Regions from separate parts of the Bombyx mori genome. Here region 2 is linked to region 1. The links are chromatin contacts, called in public Hi-C maps. All regions are on one chromosome and are shown on one strand. The core of a region is the stretch at or near the end of the contact, and the rest is flanking DNA. Distances in the headings are between cores, read along the strand shown.

The links. Hi-C and Micro-C count contacts between places; a contact is called where the count stands out from the background.
Region 2: a contact with region 1 is called in a Hi-C map of whole pupa, with 2.4 times the contacts expected there. The contact joins two enhancer-like sites. A contact is called at or near these places in 2 of 7 Hi-C or Micro-C datasets (both in whole pupa).

The regions. Positions count from the first base shown.
Region 1 is chr19:227,845-233,452 of ASM3026992v2, reverse strand. LOC101745956 (pro-epidermal growth factor) reads right to left here. Exons shown (of 1, transcript XM_004926152.4): 1 at 4,023-5,608. Among protein-coding and RNA genes, the nearest start is that of LOC101745956, 4.3 kb to the right of the region's middle. Within about 2 kb of position 2,657, at least 8 of the 8 cell types and tissues checked have open chromatin away from gene starts, as enhancers often do.
Region 2 is chr19:316,829-322,436 of ASM3026992v2, reverse strand. The region is part of intron 6 of LOC101737057 (protein prickle); the gene reads left to right. Among protein-coding and RNA genes, the nearest start is that of LOC101745668, 28 kb to the right of the region's middle. Within about 2 kb of position 2,891, at least 6 of the 8 cell types and tissues checked have open chromatin away from gene starts, as enhancers often do.

The DNA of each region.
Region 1 (5,608 bases), core at 1,408-3,907:
GTAGATTCTGCGAAGCACGATTCTTGCTAGGGTTCGTGTTAGCAACGTCATCAGGTTTGAGCCCCGTAAGCTCACCTACTAGTTAAGGTTACGCTGAAATAGCCTCTCACGGCTATCCAGCTTTGGTAGGAAAAAAAAACTGGTAACAATTTTAAAAAAAACCTTGGGTGTGCTTCAAGGACGAACGTCCTCCTCCAGTTCTTAACGATGCTCACAGCATACTGTTTAAATCAACTATTTACCTTAGAAACTTACATTCTGGTCAAGTAATTAATAGATCAGGCCAGATGTCCATACTCAGTTTAAAAAAAAAATTTCAATATATCATTAAGAAAAACAAGAAAATATAGACAGAAACTCTTATTTCTGGGTATGTGAAGAGAAGCCTGAAGCAATTATATAATGCAATAAATTAAATAGTTTTAAGCATAAATGTGGATATAAGTATGTACTAATATCTGTTGAAGTTTATTTATAGTTATGTACAGTTATGAACAGCGTCGTGTCAGTCACGATACCAATCATGTTAGATTAATAACAAAAAGTAAATTGTTAAGTCCAATACAAGTGAACTCGGTTCGTATGACTATTATGTTTAGATCTCTTAGTGCGGGATTCAAATAATACAAGATGCAAGGCAGCCCACATAACCCACATTGCGTGCAGTACAACAGACATTACCTACCCGCCTTATTAATCGCGACTACTAAAACTTATGGTCGTTATAGAGAAATCATCGGACTTCCGTTACAACGAAACTGATATAATTTTATGAGCATTAATTTTAAGACCGATACACGGACGTACACGCTTACGTACCTACGTGCGCTGGTTTCTATTATGACGTAGACAATGTGTTGGGCACCACAAGTCAATATGTTCCAGGCTGTGACAGCAACAAGCGAACTGGTGTATGTAAGTGCTCCGCTTATTGTCGCCCGGGTGCGAATGTCTACAGGAAGCGATCAACCCTCAATTACAAGACAACTTACATGTTTATTCCGTACCAAACATAATTTTATCCCAATTAATTACAAACAGAACTTCATATTTAAAAAATAAATCAAGAATTTCTTAAATAAATTAAATTTAATTATATAAGCAGTGTGCTAACACAATAATTTACCGGGCTTACAAGTGATACATCGAGCACAGTAGAACAATGAATGTTTAGAACGATTGAATATCAAGATAAAATGGCTTCATCTGTTTTATTGTAACACTCGTTATGTGAATAAATAAATAAATTAAAGCCAAATACACTTACATAAAATTACATAATCCATACGAAGAAGATTCTTTTAAATAATTTAAGTAAAATTGTCTTGAGTATGGTTATTAAAATTGCATAATGCTTGCTTGCTGCCTACGGACGATGATCCTAATGTCGAAATCAAATAAGGCACTAATTAGGAGCAATCAATAAGCGCGTTATATATAAATAATTGACATAATGTAGCTGTCGTGGGATGTGGACACAACGCAGTAGATATATTTCTCAAAATTAACGGAAAAATATGTTTAAATTATAATAATTCAATGCGAAGTAACCAATTCTGGAATCGAAACAGATGATAATTATAGTTAATTAAGTTTATTAGATTGTGATATCTATTTAGGTTTCCACAATATGTAATACTCGTATCACAGATTTCAGTCTACTCAAATGTAAATAATGTCTCAACACTTTGAGTTCTGTTTTCTAATACAAGATTTTTCACTTCCGAGCACCGGTCATCATACCGTTCCTGGTGGGATGAGCCCGTATCTTATTGTATCCGGTCTCATCATATACCTTCATAGAACGTAAGTAAGCAAAATAATACGTTGCATGTCATGATGCAAAATAAATTGCGTTGTTGTCTCTGCGCAGACGTATGGGAAGATGATCTAAGTACTCCATTTCGATAAAGCGGCACGACACGAGAACCCTCTCATCGTGGCCGCGGGTAACTACATTGCCAATCCTGCGGACCAAATGGTAAATAGTCGACGTCGCCCAAAACACGTCATCTCGGGTTTAGGTACACCAAGCACCGGTCATCGTTCTCGTCGAACCCGTCGCTTGCGACGAAGGGCTCGACGAGTAAATTAACCCACAGACACAGCCCATTGAGTTTCTCGCCGAATCTTCTCAGTCGGTCGCATTTCCGATCCGGTGGTAGATTCTGCGAAGCACGGCTCTTGCTAGGGTTCGTGTTAGCAACATCGTTAGGTGTGAGCCCCGTGAGCTCACCTACTAGCCTGGTGACGCTGACATGGTCTCTCTAGACCATCAGCTTAGGTAGGAAAAACAAAAAAGATCTAAGTATAGATCGTTATAATTATCTAGGGATAACTACGGTGTAAAGCGCGGAATTGATTAATGAGTTTGATTGAAACTATTCTATTTGGATGTTGAATGGTCAATGACAGTTGCAAAAAGAAAATCAAATACGGCGACGTCGAGACACGGTACCTTACATGTCGCAGGAAGATTTTCGCGAGGCAAGGTAAATGATAAGTGGGCCGGAGCACGTAGGCACGTTAATTGGCAGCATTGCCCACCGGCCCGCTGGCCATAAACGAACTCGGCGTGGGCAGAGCGACGCACCGTCTCCCGCACCACCAGCCGTGAGACCGGCAAGCTGCCCGCCCGCCTCCCGCGCTCCTCTGTACATGTGCAGCTCGGGGGAGGCGCGACAGGTCATGCTGCGCTGGTCACAATACAACCGTCAGCCTAGTGGATATATTCGACGATTGTCTCGCTTTGCTTCGGATTAATGTTTTCATTCAGCGTTTAGCAGACGTCCGCCGTCTGGCTTTGTTTAATTTACTATGGTTCACGTTAAATGCATAGAATCAGAGAGAAAATAGCGCGACACGCTACTCTAGATACTCCACAATACTAATTATTTGTTTCGTTATATTTTTATAACTTATATTATATTAATCCTTTACCTGCATTATTGCATTTTGTCTTAAAAATTTATGCGCGGGCATGTCGTTACTTCAACAAGTACTCCGCAACACATTTATCCTTTATCTATATCGTTTTATTAAGATTCGATTGTTAGTGCTGACATGCTCAAGCTAACCTGTTCTAAGCAATCACTTGTTCTTATTATTACAACTAAGAAGCACTATTTAGGCTTTATAAAATTACTTTCGTTTAAATTTTAAAACGTGGGCTAACAATCAGAATTGAGGCAAACATCAACAATTCGAACTGTAGCCTGTCTCAGTGGCCGAGTTGCAAGAAGTCTTTAAGTTTTCAAAACAAAAAATAGGCCGATGGTATTGAACGCCGAAAACGGCATTTAATCTGTTGGGAGCGGCGTCTATTTCGGTCGTTGTCCATCCATCGGGGGCTCGTGATACGCGGCTATTCCGGGCCGGGGCAGGTTTTCGGGGAATGTCAACAAACGAACGGGCTCTCATTCAATGAACTCTATGCACGGCGTCGCCGGTGGCGGACCGGTCCCCGCAGCTATTCATAAAAATTATGCTCCCAGAGGCACTCAATGGACCGCCGGCTCTCGGACGAACCTTCCAACGAGCCCTTTATGGCGCACGAATCGGGTCACGTATTCTTTTTTCCGAATTTTTAAACGTGATGAAACAAAACCTTCCTTTTCTCGCAGCGTCCCGTCGGCGGTCTCCTTCGAGCGTTGCGGAGAATTACTCGATTTCACAGCGCGCCGTACTCATGCGCCGCCGGACGATTATATCAAGCAGGTGTCGATTGTACAAGTGTATGAAAAACTTTACAAAAAGTGGGAGACTCTCGCCACTATGCCCTGGCCCGCTACCGCTCTTCAGACGGTTGCACAACCCGTCGAGGAGCAGCGCCGCTGGTACAATTACCTTACGATATTATCAGGGTCTTGCTCGGTATTGCTTGATATCGCTCGAATTCAAACTAGTTCAAGATTATAACAATTAGCGTTAGGTGCGGCCGCTACCAGCGAACACGAGCGGCTACCCTTCGCATATACAAAACCAACAATAACATACGAAGATGGATTGAACAATGAAAGAAATTTTTAAGGATTTAGTTTCGTATAATTTTCTTTTAACAAATTTAATGATCAATAGAAAACTGTATAATTAACAATGTAGCGTCTTAACAGATACTTCGAAATTATTAGCGTTGTAGGTAATATACAAATACTTTGGAATGTTCATATAAACAATCTCAGGGGAATCGTTATCCACAGCGCAATACACGTAGTGCGCCCGGTACGCGCGTTCCAACCAGCAGCAGTGAGTTAACTTGTCAGACGTTCGCAACAACGGCTACTGCACATTACAAACGTCAATTAATTAAATTCCCACACATGAGGTACGGCAGGTCGAAAATAAAACTGTGCATTTGCTATCAACATCTAAACGATTGTTTGTCAACTCACAACTTGTTACAACATTTACTATTTTTTTGTTTGCACCTCTCGGGGATGAGCGGTCTGTACAAGTAACAGAGAGCAACACAACAACATGCCACCACACATTTTACAGTTTCTATTATATTATTATAATTTATTCAAGATAACTTCAGTCACAATGATTACTCTGGAACATACAATATTATTTACATTTTTTTACATAATAAATAAATTAGTGATTTATTTAATAGAAACTGTTCAATAAATGTAGCGGCTATGCAAACAGAGAGAAAATTAATTTAGGACAGCTCACACCGCAGAGGAACTTTTTACACCATCCAATGTTATGTGAATGTTCAAAAACAAAGAATAATTGAGATTCACAAAATTTTGAATAGACGAGAGGTCACACAGCAGGAGATTACAAGAGAACCACTCATCTATTAGTTGGGCACTCCTGTGACCTTTCGGTCAATGGATATTAACTAAATAAAGCAGTCAATAAATAAACCTTCATAAATATCTAATAAATACCTACATGGGCTATATTTACAAAAAGAAGCCTTCCTCATGACGGCACATTCTCAGACTTTAAACAAATATAATACAGCACTATCCTCGCAGGATAAACAGGTATAAATTACAAATTAAAGTTGCCAGCTCAAGACTCGCATTACAAAATAATACTGACACCAGTAACATAACTATCAGTGAGATGGAATGTGCGGGCACTCGGCCCTTCAGCTAGGAACCATCGCACTACTTGCCGTCCCATATTATCTGTACACATTTCATTACTTTATTATTTTTCTGTGTATATACCAGACCTAATATTCAATCAACTTTTGATTTGTGTTCTTGAAGCATAGTGAAAGTAATTTGGAGCTGCCCCGCATGGTCCCATTCTGGGACTGTAACAAATAACAAGAATGCAAAGCTGAGAGCCACTGGAATCTCAGCTGGCAAACACCTTTCTGACTTAAAGAAATCAATGATTGGGTTAACAGTTCTCATCATACATGTACAGATGGTTAACATTAACTTTTTTACACCAGAAAGCTTTTCTCGAGTATAGAGATATACATCACAAACAACAACACAATATCATAACAGATCTATTTGAAGCGAGCAGCTATGCAGTCATCTTTGCACATATCTGATACACTGATCCAACCACTGGTCACATTTCACAAATTTACACTATGGGAGACTGAAATTTACGACTTTGCGATGGAACCGGGCAG
Region 2 (5,608 bases), core at 1,642-4,141, 89 kb before region 1:
ATTAATAGTGATAGACTAGTCTAAAGGAAAGATCAAGAAGTAACTTTATCTGGATGTTCAATCGGCAATTTTTCCCAGCCTATTCGCTAGCGTAAGAGGCTATTCCAGATACGCGCGGACGGGTAGGTGAGCTCTTGGGCTCAACCTGAGGGAATTTGCTAGCACTAGCAAGCAATGCTTGACAGAATCTACCACTGAATCGGAATCGCAACCCATTGAGAAGATTCGACGAGAAATTCAATGGGTTGTGTCTATGGGGTAATCGGCAGATTATCAGTTCACGTATTATTGCTGTGAGAGGAATGTGTAGAAGTTGAACTCTCAACAAATCCTCATCGCTCTGCCACTCACCGAGTGTCCGATCCCCGCAGTCAGACTTGAGGCAGTTAGTGCTGGTGACGTCACGTTTTCACACGGGGCGGCCGCTTGTCTCCCACAGCATGCAGCGAAAAGCATTAGTGGAACACTGTTCTCACTAGTTACGTTTTGTTTGACAGACATAAAACACATATTGAATATAATCTGACGAACAACACTAACTTCTCGAAACATTTCGCGAGCCACCTCAATTAAACAGGAATTTTCGACAAATTTTGAGACATACAAGTGGACAATATTCCTACTGAATCTAGAAAACGAACTCATAATTTTATATTTAAAAAACCGAAGCTCCCCTCCCTAACGCAGATACAGATGTATGCGAGCGTTGGCGTTGTCCTTGGATCCAGACCAAACGAGCGAGGTCTAGACCGTGTCTACCATGGTTCTTGGCACGGGGCTAATGCCATAGTTCATGGGATTTACATGCGGCCTTCGTTCGCCGTAATATCTAGCGGATTGAATTCATTTTTATTGAACTTAGAACCTCCCCGAAAAATACACATAATACAATGATGTTTTAAAAAATTTTAAATTAGAACTATGACTTTTGTAACATAAAAGTCAGGGAATATTGTTATTGTATACCTCATAAAAAAGCCATGTATATTATTATACTAGTGTTAAGAATTCTTGTACGTGTTTGTTTTTAAGAGGCTTGAATAAAATATTATTATATTATTTAGTCGCCATATTATTGTAAGATACTTATGGCGTGTTCCAAGAACGCGTATTTATTAAATTAACTGTTTTATCTATTGCATAGAGGTGCGGAAGAGCCCTCACGTCTCCCTGGACAAGTGCTCGCCGGGCCCGTAGACACGGCCGTCCACAGCGAGTCTCAGTTGTATTGCATAAGTCGCCCCACCCCGAACACCGGAACGCAACTGTAGTGGTGTGAACAGATCCATATCATTTAATAGTCGCATCAATGAACATCATAAAAACAACAAAAAAAAACGCGTGCACTTTCCGGTTTTAGCTCTTGTTGTTGTGGCTCTTGTAATATTTTAACGTTTTACTATTATTTTATGGCGTGCAATATAATAATATATTTCAAGTAGTACATGGACGTAATAAATGATTAAAGGACACAGCGATACAAATTACTTGGATCGTGCAAATGTTCATGATCATTTCGAAGTATTCGTAACGCAATGATAAGAAGGCCGATGGACTCGTATTAAGTGATGTGATATGCTGATGTTCACGTACCGCGGGCAGCTCTGATCTAATTAAAATTAATACATATTTAACACATTTTCACGATTGACTTTCACCATGACGGAACCACGCTATAAAACTCAAAGCCCAAATTGAATTTAGGTATTAGGGGTTAAAGTATGAAATTGCCGATTTGTACTGAAAATAGAAATTGTTTTTTTTTCATTTAAGATATTTATTTAATCAAAATATCTACCATTATCATCTATACATTGCTGCCATTTAATAGGAAGGTAATTTATGCCTTTGCGATATAACTCTGGTGATCTAGATTCTACAAGCTATGTGAAAGCATTTTGTACTGCTTCCTGGGAAGAAAACTTTTTATCGCGTATAATATTGTCCAAATAGCCGTCTTCTAGGTATACGTTCCGGTTAGGAGAGTTGGGTAGCTCGTCACGCAAAACAATGACTTTGACCTCATGTCTACAATCTCTATGGGGCAGCCGTTGTAACTATACTTGAGAGCTTAGAACTTATATCTCAAGGTGGATGACACATTTACGTTGTAGATGTCTATGGGCTCCAGTAACCACTTAACACCATGTGGACTGTGAGCTCGTCCATCCATCTAAGCGATAAAAAAAAAACCTCGCCATCGCAGACCGTTGTGTCTGCACTGGAAATCGCAAATAGTTCCCGAGTGACGTCGCGGCGCATTCTCTGTCAATCGTCCGCATTAGCGACACGTGCTAAATCTGTATCGATACGAGTTCGCTTAGTTCGGCTCTCAGCTGCGGTATGTTTGCAAATAAACTATGACGCGGCCCCCCAACAGACTTATTGTCTGCAGACTTGCCAATGCCGTAGAGGCGTCCGGGGAATTTATCTATTGCCGACTATCGAGCCAGGGCCTAAGCGCGCTTCAAACCTAATTGCGATCTATGTTAGATAATATATAACTCTGTATCATCTTCTTGTGACATTTCGATGTCATCTGCACACGCTGGCAGTAAGTGCGTGTGTAAATATATGCACATTGTTCACGAATGATAAGCTAATGACTCAGAAATGAATAGACCGTGCTGTGTTCATAATCTAGAACCTGCGGCCACCGCGAGAGAGGAGGGCGTTGACATGCTGCGTCGACTATTTCCTAAAACATAACACAATTTACTTACAAAGTTATAAATCTCAAAATTTTTAATAAACCTAATAGATTAAAGAAGTGACAACTCCTGCGAAATCACAAATCTCCGACATATTTATCAACTTCCTGTCTATACGTTTCGTTGTTTATGGACAGATCAAAGTGTTCGCGGGACGGGATGCGCAGACGACGTCTCGACGCATCTCCTCCCTCCCCTCTACTCCGCTTCCTCTCTTGTAGGGCTGGCTGCTTCAATTCGTTGACTTATCATATACCTACTGCGCATGTCAATGCTTGCTTATCTATTTTAATATACTATGACATACAATATGGCTTAATAAGGCTATTTTTTAGATGAACTTTGTTCCTGACTGTGGATAAGCTATGCGATTTAGAATTAATGAGGCATCGTTCATCTGAGACTTGGGCCTAATGTCTTAGATGAGTTTTGGTACGTAGCACGCGTTGTTGTGTCAGCGACCCCTGTTAAACCCTAATAAATACGCGTCCTCTAGATATCTATATACTTACAATATGTAACAATATTACGTGCTAGTGAAAACTGCCCGGTCTGCGTCGTGGGTCGCGCTGCTTAGAGATTTTCCTCTTTTGTATGACATACACGCGCGTCACCCGTCGCACGTTCACGATTCCATAACAGAAACTTTAATTAGAAGTTAGACCATTAATCTGATAAAAGATGCACAAACCAAACCTATAACTAGATCGTAAAGGATTCTTGATTGCATCATAAACGTTCGTAAACTTCTGACCTTCGTTAAACAGATACGACTTTTACATCTGAATATGTTTTATAAACTGCTTCTTCTTTCGTCGATTAGGTGGCTTACAAACAATCGATTGAACAAGCATACAAATAACGAAATAATGAAACGTTGCTACATACCTAAGCGCTTCTCTACTGGCCTCAATATGAACAATTCTATGACATCACGTGAGCACAATCTATAAATCCAATAACCTAAATAAAAAACAAACAATCGACAACCCTGTACCATTCCTCCCCCCACATCTGAATCTCGGCACCCTCCCCCTGGCGCCGGATTCACGCTTCTCGCAAATCTATTAGCGTCTAATTGAATTATGTTATATCAATTATTTATTTAAAAAAGGTATTGTATTTTCAACCAGGACAAAGAGGCGACTCATCTGATGTGTACCAAAGTTTCTTTTATGATTAAAAGTTTACTGGTGTCCCGGATGCCTTTCCAGTTTCACCAGGACAGGTGGGCGAGCAAAGGCTCAGCCAGGAGGGGTGGGATTTGCTAACAGCTGCCCGAGCGCCTCCTAAGAAGGAGACCTAACAACTCAAGAGCAACTGCTTCGCGAATGAATCTACTACCGGATCGGAATCGCGGCCCGCTGAGAAGATCCGGCGAGAAACTCAGCGGTCTAATGCATGGGTTAGGTTGCACGTCGACCTCTTTGTCGAGTTCGACGAGTACGGTTATCGATGTAGCAATGTCTTGCGTGTCGTGTCGTGTCGTGTCGTGGAATACTTTATTTTCGCCTGAGGCAAGACAACTGCTCACTGAGAATTTGCGAATTAGCGCAGGCGTATTGTATGTAACACAGCGCTAATTAATGTAACAACGGATTAGCGAGGCGGCTAACATCTAACGCGCTCTTACTCTTTAGAAATTTGTTACTTTTTTATGGATGTGCTTAAACGAGAGGTCAACAAATGGTAAATTGAAATGAAATATTTTGGTCGAGCTGCATGGAGGCCTCACATAGGTTTCTGAGCAACCGACGTGACGCCAATGCATTCAACAATGACCACTACTAACCGGGTCTATGTAACGTTAGCAACCGGGAGTACACCAAAAAAATATTGCTTTTTAGTAAGCAGTTGTGCTCTCGAACCATCTAACATTCATGGTATTCGGATCCTAAAGACATCACAAAGTCAGTGTCACCACCCGCTTTGAGACATGAAGTCCAACTATCACTTAAAACGGATGTACCATCTCTCAAACCCCATAACTGTGACGCTATACAAATATACAGACTGATGGTATCTAACCATGCGAGTTCTCAAAATGACCTACTAAACTACTGAGGGATTAGCATTGACATTGTGACGCCGGGCGTCTTATCCTTAAGGCCACAAAAACTTTTACTATCAACTCAATTCAACCGGTACACCCAAAGCTTCATAAGTGTTCATATGTTGGCGCCCATGCCACTTGTCTGGCCTGTTGCAGTGTGGGCGGAGATAACAGTACCGCCAATTACTGCTCACACAAGATCCGTAAACGTTACTGAGATTTCTGTTGCATGTGAGTAATCGTAATCGAATGAAGGTCCGGTGCGACCAGCGCTCCGCTCAGGTCAATTGACGCGTTCCTATGCTTACAATATACTTTGATTTTATTTTATTTTTATTGCTTAGATGGGTGGACGAGTTCACAGCCCACCTGGTGTTAAGTGGTTAATGGAACCCATAGACATCTACGACGTAAATGCGCCACCCACCTTGAGATATAAGTTCTAAGGTCTCAAGTATAGTTACAACGGCTGCCCCACCCTTCAAACCGAAACGCATTACTGCTTCACGGCAGAAATAGGCAGGGCGGTGGTACCTACCCGCGCGGACTCACAAGAGGTCCTACCACCAGTAATTACGCAAATTATAATTTTGCGGGCTTCACTTTTATTACACGATGTTATTCCTCCACCGTGGAAGTCAATCGTGAACATTTGTCGAGTACGTATTTCATTAGAAAAATTGGTACCCGCCTGAGATTCGAACATCTTTGCATCGTTACATACAAATGCACCGGACGTCTTATCCCTTAGGCCACGAGGACTTCAAATACACTAAATAATTTATGATTTGGGAGCAAAAGAAAATAATGTTACAAACTTGATGCGGACACAAAAGTCCGTACT